Linked DNA regions of Mus musculus: regions 2 and 3 are each linked to region 1. Evidence: chromatin contacts called from public HiChIP or PLAC-seq and promoter capture Hi-C data. All regions are on one chromosome and are shown on one strand. Each heading gives the region's core, a stretch centred on a gene start, on an enhancer-like site or on the middle of the called end of the contact. The rest is flanking DNA. Distances are from core to core; before and after follow the strand shown. Region 1 has its middle 43 kb from the start of Rnu6. Region 2 has its middle 28 kb from the start of Gm7168. Region 3 overlaps Afdn (afadin, adherens junction formation factor).

Region 1 (3,770 bases), core at 525-3,024:
GGACAGTGTCCAGAGGAGACCATCCCTGAGGCACACTGTTCTCCCTGCTCCTTAGAGGCAGGGCAAGAGATTAAACAGCAACAGATAAAATTAATTATAAAGAAACAGTTTATGTAACCGGATATATCAGAACATGGCCATTTTGATACGTTAGGAATGGCAGGCCACAGTTACATTTAATTCTGAAGCTTTATAAATCTAGCATGAACCTCATTTACACTCTGCTTCAGTTCATCAGCTTCAACTGGTAGTCCCCCACACGGCTGCCTCAATGAATGGCTCAGCGTTGGTGTCAAGGGCCTACCTAGGTTGGCTTGGTATAAAGTGTTTTGTACCCACGGTCAGTGTCAGCAGGTAAGAGGGCACCTGTCCTCCTATGGGCATGCTCAGAACACTCTACCTACTTGAGTTTGGCAGTACCCAAGACAGAGCCTATTTCCCCAAACTCTGCCTGGACCTGAAAACTAGATTTTGCACTATTTGCTATTAATGAAGCTAGTTATAGGTCATATTTATATTCCTGGATCAACTCCCAATGTCTAATAATGGGGAGAAAGAGATAACTAAGAGACGAAGGGTCAGGAAACCCACTGTTCACTGGCACGTCAGTAGTCTGCTGCAGGGCTCAAGCTACCACTTTGGCCAAGTGACTGGGGGTGACTGCTCCCCATTTTGAGTTTGTTTTCTGGCCCTTCCTCATTGACTTTGGTCAACTGAATAGGGTGGAGGTGAGGGGTGGCCGTGACATTGGGTCTTAGGGACACTTGTAGTTCCACTCATGGCTTGCAAACTTTGTATCCAGTCCGGCTTGACAGCTTTTACCTGGGGCTAAGACCAGGGGGTTTTGGACTCCACAGCAGCCTGGCAACTTTCTCTCAAAAAAAATTAAAATGAACTGATTTCCATCAATATTAGGACAAAGCAACTGCAGTAACCGCTGATAGTACTACAGACCCAGGGAACAAGGTCACACCCTTGCAGCCTCAGGCAGCCCCCCCCCCCCCAATCCAGAGTCACAGTACATGCTCATGATCTGATGCCAGCAAGTCTCTGGTGGCTTCTCTGAAGCGCAGTTTCAGCCATATACTTAGAAAGCACAACCATGTGGAGATTGAAGAGGCCAACTCTGACTGAGAGAGAAATCCCCTAAGACAAGGGAAGACAGTCTTCACAGAGAATGGAGGACATCTATGGGAGACACACATTTATGCAAGCAGGACCATTCCCTCTCCCTAGGCAGGAGACAAAAGAAGCTGTTGGGTCCCCTGATAAGGGAAGAAGCTCGCAGAGGTAGGAGATTCGAGCCCACATGGAAGTCCCAGTTGCCACACTAAATTTAGAAGCAGTGATTATAGAGACTTCGAGGGAAAGAATAGGAATGTGAGAATTTCACACTCAGTCAAACTATTGTTGGACTTGAGCGGAGAAGAAAACTGTCTGACCACCCACACACAGAGTGATTATTCAGTAAAGCATATCGCCCACCCAAAAGTAAAACACTCAGAGATGGAGAGTCCAGCTCCAAATTCCAGTCTTTTCCTAACTCTTCCCTTAAAAAAAAAAGTTCCAAGTCAAATTAGTCTCCCACGATGGTTATAAACAGGGTGTATTGGTCCAGTGAGTCTGGGAACACGCACGTTTCCTTAGCAGTGACTAACATGATGGCACACCCATTTCCCCCAGTGCCTGCCAACTATTCACCCCCCCCCCCAGTTCTCTCCTAGGCTCCCCGTCTCAGTAGAGGACCTCCCACTGCCACCAAGCCAGAGGAGAGGAAAGTCATGAAGGTTGACTGGCTGCTGCTGGTCCTGAGTCAGAGCTCTGTGTCACCCTGCGTCGCACGCAGATGTCTGATAGGATGGATATGATGCAGAACATCCTGGGTATTTTGGAGCCACGCCCACACGTGCCTACTGGGGCACTGCCCATGGAAGAAGGAACCACAAGTAGCTACTAACCAAGCTCCAGGGTATCCCTGCTGTCCCCGGTCCTGGGAATGAGGCAGTGTCCACTCTCGGTCTGATTGCTGTGTGTTAGCAGCTGTCTGTGAGTCCCAGAAATAAATATGTAATATTGAGCTGCCAGTCTAGACTTAAAGATCCAAATAAGCTCAATTCAGAAGCATGAGAGATGAATGGAAGCCTGGGCATGGCCACTTACTACTTATAGATAGAAGTGCTCACTAACAGCTCCAAAGCTCATGAATAAACTCCAGTGAGAGGGCTGGAGAGATGGCTCAGTGGTTATGGGCACTGGCTGTTCTTCCCAAGGTCCTAAGTTCAATTCCCAGCAACCACAGGGTGGCTCACAATCATCTATAAAGTATCTGGTGCCTCCTTCTGGCATGCAGAAGTACATACAGATAGAATACTCACATAAAATAAATAACTATTCAAAACAAAACAAAAAACCACCAACGAGAAAGAAAAGAGATAAAGCCACAGCTTCATCAAGCTCCCTTCTCATCTCTGCCAGAGAGAAAAGAAGCCAGGAAAGAGGACTCTGGAAACTCCACAAGCCAACCTGACCTAGTGGACATTAGCAGCCTGCTAAGTCCATGGTACAGACTGCAATGATTTCCAGATGCTCATGGAACATGGATCAAAACAGGCCATACTTTGGACTTTAAATCAAGTCTACACAGTGACCAGAACCAAGATCACACACAGGGTGCTTCCTCCAACTGGAGGCATACCCACCCTGTGGTAGAGCAATTCCCTAGAATGCACAAAGCCATGGATTAGATCTTGACACCAAACGCACACATGGGAACTAAATTTGCAATCTGTAATGGAACTCTGAATAACCTCCAATTACTTGGAAACTAAATGACACTCCTTTCTGTTGCTAGACTGTGAAAGTCAAGTCCCAAGTGTGTTAGGTCCGATGGCTACACCGTGAAGCACCTGGAGGTCTGGGCAGACAGGGCAGAAGGACCCTTTCTCTCAAGCCAGAGGCCCATAACTCTGTCACTGGGCAGAAATCTGGGTGCTGGCAAGGCTGCACACCTGGAGGCATTAGGGGAGAATCTATGTGCCCCCTCAAGTTCTGGTGTGCCTAGACACCCTGGCACTGATCGTCTCGTATTCCCCATCTCCTTCGTGCCCACACGGAGCTCTTCTTGCTGCCTGTCGTGATCATGCAATGCCAATAAACACACCGGTATGTTTTCCACAGTGTCTGATTTACTGGACAACAGTACATTCACAGAGCTTAGCAGTTTCTTTTTTCTTTTTTTTAATGAATAGACAAAAATGCATTTATTCTCTAAATAATAATACATATATGTAAGAATACAAATATTATAGTGGGTTGTTTGCCTAGTGCCCTAAGTAATAATAATAGCTATTATTATTATTACTATGTAGATTTTTCTTTTTAAAAATTTATTTTATTTTTAGCTTATTTTTTACACTCCATATTCCATTCCCCGCTACCCCATCCACCCTCTGACTGCTCCACATCCCACACCTCCTCCTCACCCCACCCTGTCTCCACGTGGGTGCTCCCACCACCGACCCCATCTGACCTCTTAACTCCCAAAGTGGGAGCTCAAGTGGAGGTCCCAAGGCCTGACACGATTACTAAGGCTAAGGAGCACTCACAAAAAGGGAGCTATCATGACTGCCCTCCGAAAGACCCAACAAGCAGCTGAAAGAGTCAGATGCAGATATTTGCACCCAACCAATGGACAGAAGCATCTGACCCCTGTTGTTGAATTAGGGAAGGCTAAAAGAAGCTGAGGAGAAGGTCGATCCTGTAGGAGGACC
Region 2 (3,770 bases), core at 946-3,445, 450 kb after region 1:
ATTTCCCACAATCTGTGTGTCTGCATCTGGTGACAGCTCCACTGGCCTTGAGTCACATCTGAGAACCATCTGCTTTTCAGCTCATCCATTGCCTGTTTCAATGCTCAGAACACTAAACAGATAGGATAGTTTCTGGGTGCTCAAAGCATAAGTACTGACTAAAGCATTTCAGGGAATTCCCTCTCCCTTTCCCTCTTCCCCTCCCCCCTCTCTCCCCACCCCCTCCCCATCCCTACCCCTCTGTCTGTCTCTCAGCGTTTTCAGCTGAGCAATGGTGGTGTATACCTCTAATCCCAGCATTTGGGAGGCAGAGGCATAGCCAGGGCTGCACAGAGAAAACTTGTCTTGAAAAGATAAAACAAAATAAAACCATCAGGAAAACATTTTGATCTTCACAGAACAGCTGGTTCTTAAGGAAAAAAAAAAGTCCCTTCCTGAGAACCTGGTAAGAGTTCCTGAGAACAAAGGACTTCCACTGGGAAGATGTAAGGTGCCTAAATGCAGGCATTTGAGAAAGTACTGCATGGCACACAGAAAATAGGCAAGCTCTAGATGTGCTGACTGCTGGCTGAGGTCTACCACCATAGACAATTGAAAGGGAACAACAGCCAAGAGGATCACAACCTGTCTTAACAGTCAGTGTTGATAGGCTGGGCCTGCTTAGATACAGACAGCCAGAAAGATATGGGTGATAGATACTGGAGTAGGGTCCCCACAGCAATGATGAGAGGTCTCGACAGCAGTGACCATGTCTAAATAGCTACTGGTATTACTAGGCCACCTTGATAAACTCCCAACAAATGCAAGCAGCAAACTCAGCTTTGGTTGTAGCTTCTTGGCTCCTGGCCTCCTCTCCCCATCCCTGTCTTCCCTAGCCCTTCTCAATCATGGCCTTAATCTCATCCACGGGGTTAGCAAATAGCCCATCCCTGTCTCTAAGGCTAGCGTCTGTACAATGCAGGTGGGTGGGTCTGTCATGTCCCACCTCCTGTCCCTGGTTTTTGGCACTTTTCCATATCCATGTCCTCCTTTGTGGGAACATTGCAGGGCTGCTTTCTCATGTGAGCCTTTCCTGTTCACCTGCATGTTCACTCCTGTGCTAATGGTACTCCAGCATCCCTGAGTGTGCTTCGGTAGTCTGAGATGCTGGGCAGGTCCAGTGCTGTCTGAAGGAGGCATCCAGTCCCATTTGGGTATGGTATGACTTGTTAACAGTTTCGTTGGGCCTGGCAGTCTCAAGCCAAGTCAGCTATGTGGTCAGAGCTGGCAGGCAGGAGAGAGAGCCCCACAGCCTGTGCTGACTGGAGGCCTGCTGGGTTAGGACTGCCTCAAGCCCAATCTCTGTGCAGGGACCCCATCTGAAAAGGGAAGAAAGCAGACTATACAGGCTGTAGCCATCTCAGGACAGCAGTGGTACTGAGCTGGCTGAGTCACCTGAACGGTGTCAGCTGAACTGAGGATGCTTTCAGACTGCGTAGAAGATAGATGGGCATCTTCAGGACAGCCCTCCAGCTATTCAAGACTGTAACTGGGGTCACCCAGGTCTGAGGCACAGGTGTAGAGCAGCAAGTTCTTTAGGGTTAGCAGGGGTCATCAGCGTTTCAACCCAGCTTGGCAGAAGGGGTAGCCAAGCAAGTTTCGTGGCAGCATAGAATCCTAAGTTGACAGGAACTGATAAGTTATTTCTCGGCCAGTGAAATGAGCCAATTCAAGCCAGATTGGATTATATTAAATGCAGGTTTATTGGGAAGCTGTGAGTTCACTGGCCCCAAGGACAAAGGCCAGGGAAGTTGCCATGGGAAGGGAGAGAGGGGTAGGGGGAAGAGAAAGACAGAACACATGCTCAGAATGATGGGATGGGGGGAGAAAGGGGAGAAGGAGACCAAAATGTCTGGATTATGTAGGGAGGAGCCCTATATGAGGGAAGGGCCTGGCCTGGAAAGTTCATGATTGGGGGCAGGGTATGCTAGTTAGGGATAACTTGGAGGTCAGGTCTGCTTCCATATGTAAAAATATTCACCTCAGTCCCTTGTCCTGGGGTCTGAGACCAAACAGAATCCACAAACCAAAAGGAATTCTACAGCCTTCTGCTCCTCTGCCCAGGAGACTGGCCTTCTGGCTCTGTGAGCAAAGCTCACTTTCACTCTTCCCTTAAGTCAAGAAGGCATCATCCAGATGACCCAGGGAGGGTCAGCACAGGAAGCCACAAGCCAGATTCTTGAAATTCCTCCTCACCTGCCTGAGATGCCTCACATGCCCAGTATACCAGGAAATGGATTCTTGTTACAACTTAGTGAACAAATCTGCTACAGTTGAATTAAAAATGTGTGTGGCACAGAGCTGGCTGCCCTGTGTGGAAATTTCAGGGGTCAGGGCCGGTCCACTGCTGAGCTACCTTCTGTGTGGTCGATGACTGAAAGCTCTTTGCTGTTGTAGGAGCAGAAAGGAAACATTTGAGTCACAGAGCTGGTAACGTCCTTTCACATTCAGTCTGTGGATGGTTCCTGTTGGGGACACATCTGAAGGCAGAGGACAGTGGCAGGCATTGCAGGGACACCCAGTTCTCAGCTCTGGAGCCCAGGTGAAGCTGACTTTTAGGGTGGTGCTCCTTCATGAAGCAGGGCAAGACCAACAGGACTGGGCTTGAGTGTGGCCACAGTATCTGTGTTAACACGTCCATCAGCTAAGGATCCCACCCAACTCAGCCTCCCCTTTAGGTTTTATCAAGGGCAGTGTCCCTTCGGCCTTTCTTTTTCCAAAAGCTAAGGGCTTTGAGGTTGACAGTGATGTTTTTGACATACAGGAAATCACGGTGGTGATAGCATGAGACTCCAGTGAGACTTGACCCCCCAGGCTCAGCAGGACATGTGCCATGCTCCTAAGAAGACCTTTGTCCCCTGCCTTTTCCTCTGCCTCTGCCTCTTTTCTTTCATTTCATCTCCTACCCTGCAACCTCCACTCCCTGGGCTCGGCTGGTCTCCTTGGGATTTGCAGAGGGGTTTGACCTCCTGGCCAGCTCCATGCTTTGGGTCCTGTTCTCCCATCCCACAACAACCTCCCTGAGTCTTCTCTTTATACTATACACTTGTAGTATGGCACACAACATCTCTGTCCTTTTTGTGTGTGTGTGAGTATAGTATGTGTGTATGTGTACATGTTTGTATTTTTGTACGTGCGCGCACACACACACACACACACACACACACACACACACAGGCTAGAGGAGGGTGCTGGGGATTACTCTCTGTCATTCCTCACTGTAGTCTTTTCAGACAGCATCTCTCCCTGAACCTGCAGCTTGAACTTTTCATCTGGCTGCCAGTAAGCCACTTCCATCTCTGCCCCAACACACATCATAGGTGCACCCAAGACCACACCTAGTTTATATGGGTGCAAGGATCCATACGCTTGTCTTGAAGTGCCCTTAAATACTGGGCCATATTACCAAGCCCCAAATACTGCTATTTTCTTAATGGTGGCTGAACACTCAAAGCAGGCCTCAGTAGCTTGGCAGGATGCAGATTTTTTTCAGGTGTCAATGGCTCTACCTGCTCCCTTCTTTAACTGGTGATGTGTTAAATGCCCAAGATACTGGTATTGGGACCATCAGGGGACTGTAAGGCATGGATACATTGAACAGGACATGAGCAGCAGGCAGGAAAGTCTATGTCCAAGCACTTTGCAGGCTCAATTGAGGCTGTGATAATAATCAGACAAGTTGCCAAAGGTCCTGTCTGTCAGTAGTTTGTAACCTGTTGCACCTATGTACA
Region 3 (3,770 bases), core at 915-3,414, 390 kb after region 1:
ATTTTTAGGGGGAACTAGAAGTTCAAGGGCGGTCTGCCACACTTAGATATGCAGAGAAGACTCAACTCCTGAGGTGGGGTACCTCAACTCAGTGGTGACATACCCACTCAGCATTTGGCAAGCTCTGCGCTGGGTCTTGTATACTACAAAGGAAAACAAAACAGAGAAGCCTTAAGTTCTATATTTCCTGTTGTAGACATGATCTTTTCACCTGATACTGGGCTGCTAGAGAGTGGCTGTTATTCCCAGTTGAAAAAGCCTTACAGTGCATTTCTGTAGACTCTGTCTGACTTATGTTTGATCTCCTGGGGTGCTGTCTTGATGCTAAGGACCTTGCGTTCTGTCATATGATGCTCAAGGTCGGTCTTGCATCCTTGTCCACTCTTGGTTCCTCTGCCAGGTATCATGTGGAGAAGTAGGGCATCAAGCCAAGCTCAGAGTCGTAGTCCAGCCTGTGTTCCCTGAAACCTGATTTACAAGAACAGGCGTATTAGTTCCTCTCTGAGATTCAACCTTGTGAAGGTGCATCTTGTCAAAACTGTACGTTTTAGTGTAAGTGAGAGAGGGCTTTGACTAGGGTATAGTATGATAACTGTTATGTTGTGTGGGGTGGGGATTGTAGGCTTTGATGATAAGCTTTTGTTGTCACCATGGCTGGATTTAGAATCACCAGGAGACACCCAGACCCCTTTGTGTTGTCTGAGGATGTTTTCAGAGATTGAACTGAGAAGGGAAGACCCATGTCTGTGGCCAAATTGTCCTATTGACTGGGTTCCTAGACTTGAACAAGGAAGGAAAGGGATGGAGCCAGCTGAGCACCAGCATTTGTCCCCCTTTGCTTCTTAACTGTGGATTCAGTGTGACCAGGCCCCTCTTCTTCTCGCTGCCACAGCTTTTCAACAGTGATGATGGACTTAACCGCCTCAAACCATGAGACACGAACAAAAACTATCTTTTAAGTTGCTTTTATCATTTTTTGTTTGTTTTTATTGTTGTTGTTTTGAGTTTTTGGCTTTTCTTTTTATAGCAGGAGAAAAGTAGCTAATTCACAGGGTTTCTGCACTCATTTTGCAATGAAAGATCCTAGTAGCAGAGGTGGCAGAGGTAATCAGTAGCAGAAATGTACCAGACCCTTGTGAGGGAATGTGTTATCTCCTGCCTTGATGAGTGGCAGGTAGTTCCTTGGTCATGGTCAGTGGTGGTAGATACTTGCTGCATGGCAGTGCTCAGATGGGATGAATTGAGGGGAGAAACAGAGAATCTGGTTCTGACTTGAGCCGCTGGGTCCTGAAGGCAAAACTGTCAGAAAAAGAACAGGCAGAAGTTGGTGGAGGTTAATTGTAAGTTCAGGATTGAATATGTCACACTTGAAATTTTGGGATCCTGGTAAGATAAACTAATGTGTTTTCTAGCAGGGGATTGGAAAATGGAGCTCAAAAAGTTAGAGCCAGAGATAAAATTTAGGAATTGGTAATTGGGCACTCTGAATGAAATAACTAAAAATACTTTGTAAACTGGACAGTGTGCCATTTTTAATATATGAATAATAGTATCCCTAACATCTGTTTTCTGGACGACACAGGTAAATAGCGTTTCACTGTGCCTATTCCACTCTGTATGTGTCATGTTTATAGTATAGGAAGGAAGGCTCAGCCAAAGAAAGCACAGGTCGCCTTGGGTGGACAGCTGCTGGACAGCACAGCACAGGTGAGAAGTGTTTAGGTCTATATAGATAATAGTGATGACCTCTGGTACATGTTGGGATGGTCAGCCCTGTCTCCTGCTTAGCTACTTGTAGGCTGCCCTCGGCCTGAGGGCTCTGCAGGCCTATGGGCTTGTCTGTCTCTGTGCCTTTAAGACTTAGTGATGATTGTGTTCCCTCATGATTGAGTAAGAAGCCATCAAAAACACTGGCAGTAGCTGCTTATTCCATGTAGCTCTTACTTCCACCCAGCCCACTGTATTTTCCTGTCACCCCAAACCTTTCTGTTGTTTGCTGCAAATTTGAGTGTCTAACTCAGGCCTCTTCCCTTTTTTAATTGCTGCATGTCTCTGTTGCTGTAACCCAGAACCGTGTTTTGATATTAAGTTCTTCTCCTTGCCCTCCACATGGTGGTTAAACATTATGAAATCCAGATGATTTGGAAGCGATGTGGGTTTGCAGTTTACTTTTGGAGACATTGCTTTTGGAGAGTTCAGCATGCTACTTCTTACTCGTCTGTGGGATAGCACCGTGCCGACGCTTCCTGTTTAATTTGGATTTTTAAAATACAAACAATTCCCGTTCATTTTTATAACCCTTTAAAGTTTAGTAAAGGACGAAGGGAATGAAAATCTGAGTGGCTGGGTTGCATAAGAACCTGAGTGTTGCGTTGGTTCCAGTTCCTGTTGATAAATGCCATACAGTGTCACAGCACCCAGTCGGCATTGTGGCCAGCCAGTCCCGAAAAGCCAGCTGTGCTGCTTGCTGTGGGAACTGAGAGAAGTAGACAACTAGTCTCCAGCTCGAGGCTGTTGTCCTGGAGATAACATGTGGTTCTCTGTTGTCGGAAGGGCAGAATCAGTGGTGAGTTTCTTCAGGGTGTTGTCCTGAATGTTCTTGTGCAAACTGATCCTTAAAGAATGCTTCCTCCTGCACTCTGGCTTGTTCAAACCTGTTAATAATTAACTTGCTCATCTAGAGTGAGGCTTGTAACGTAGCTTGTAATTACATACCCAGATTGTTGTTGTTCTCTGTTTATGTTGCAAATATTTAAGGTTCATAAAAATGTGAAGTTCTTATGATATTTTTTTATTCAGGAAAAAAAAAACCCATAAGATTTAGCCCTACTAGTTATAATATGGTAGAAATGGCTTTAAATGGTAACTGCCGTTGTATAATTTGCAAAAGCAGACATAGTCAGGTGCTCATAACTTTCGGCTACATTTGATAGCTTCAGAGTAGACTTTCTCCACAGCTTTTTGATGTGCTGTTCTTTTTTAAAACATGAAAATATCAACTTATAGTTTAAATATATTAAAATATTTACTACTGTGTTTATTTTTACTACTATATATTACAGCATATTTTTACTATATATTGCAATATTTTTTTAAGAAACAATTGGCTAATTACTGCTTTTTACTACTATATATTACAGCATATTTTTACTATATATTGCAATATTTTTTTAAGAAACAATTGGCTAATTACTGCCTTAATGATGTTACAGTTAGTTCTTTTAAACTAAATACCCGAGTTTTAAGTTTTTAAATCTTAGATTAAATCATAAGGTTCCTGTACTGGCTGGTTCTGTGTCAACTTGACACAGCTGGAGTTATCACAGAGAAAGGAGCTTTTGATGCAGGTTAGCTGGAGCTAAGCAATTAGCGGTGATTAAGAAGAGACCAGCATCGTTGAGGTGACATCTTCTGAGAAGTGTTTTCTGAAAGCACAAAGAGGCTGTGTTCCAAAGATAGTCAAGGTTGTACTCCTGCTGCAGCGGGACTTGTTAATGTGTAAGGGTCACCCAGGTGGTACTGGTTTTGGAGATGCCAGTACCATGAGATGACCACCAAGAGCAGCAGCAGCAGTGGAGTACAGGCATCTGGAGCCTAGAGGACAACGCGTGTGCTACAAAGGGCCTGGCTGGAGAAGTGACCTAAGCCCTTGGAGGAGCCCAGAAGATCATGAGTTGGATCCCAGACATTGGACGGTTGGAGATTGATTTTTGCTTTTGATTGTGACTGTGCCCTGATATTTTCCCTCTTGAAGGAAGAAATTATTTTAG

The links. HiChIP or PLAC-seq counts read pairs in DNA pulled down with a chosen protein or histone mark. Capture Hi-C pulls out chosen DNA fragments and counts their contacts.
Region 2: a FOXA1 HiChIP or PLAC-seq map of pancreatic cancer cells shows a contact between it and region 1. The contact joins two enhancer-like sites. A contact is called at or near these places in 1 of 15 datasets of contacts at CTCF or cohesin (the NIH/3T3 cell line), 2 of 484 Hi-C or Micro-C datasets (bone marrow-derived macrophages and nephron progenitors), 3 of 115 datasets of contacts at active chromatin or transcription factors (epiblast stem cells, extraembryonic endoderm stem cells and pancreatic cancer cells) and 2 of 9 other capture datasets (embryonic stem cells and embryonic tail).
Region 3: a contact with region 1 is called in a promoter capture Hi-C map of adipose tissue. The contact joins two enhancer-like sites. A contact is called at or near these places in 2 of 484 Hi-C or Micro-C datasets (cortical neurons and embryonic fibroblasts), 5 of 115 datasets of contacts at active chromatin or transcription factors (embryonic basal ganglia, embryonic stem cells, extraembryonic endoderm stem cells and 1 more) and 3 of 9 other capture datasets (adipose tissue, embryonic stem cells and liver).

What each region holds. Positions count from the first base shown.
Region 1 is chr17:13,473,122-13,476,891 of GRCm38.p6, forward strand. No RefSeq gene overlaps it. Among named protein-coding and RNA genes, the nearest start is that of Rnu6, 43 kb to the left of the region's middle. Within about 2 kb of position 1,775, at least 44 of the 459 cell types and tissues checked have an H3K27ac peak or open chromatin away from gene starts, as enhancers often do. A contact at or near this core is called in adipose tissue, embryonic fibroblasts and pancreatic cancer cells, where this site is marked.
Region 2 is chr17:13,918,701-13,922,470 of GRCm38.p6, forward strand. No RefSeq gene overlaps it. Among named protein-coding and RNA genes, the nearest start is that of Gm7168, 28 kb to the right of the region's middle. Within about 2 kb of position 2,196, at least 83 of the 459 cell types and tissues checked have an H3K27ac peak or open chromatin away from gene starts, as enhancers often do. A contact at or near this core is called in pancreatic cancer cells, where this site is marked.
Region 3 is chr17:13,865,152-13,868,921 of GRCm38.p6, forward strand. The region is part of intron 22 of Afdn (afadin, adherens junction formation factor); the gene reads left to right. Among named protein-coding and RNA genes, the nearest start is that of Gm7168, 81 kb to the right of the region's middle. Within about 2 kb of position 2,165, at least 134 of the 459 cell types and tissues checked have an H3K27ac peak or open chromatin away from gene starts, as enhancers often do. A contact at or near this core is called in adipose tissue, embryonic fibroblasts and pancreatic cancer cells, where this site is marked.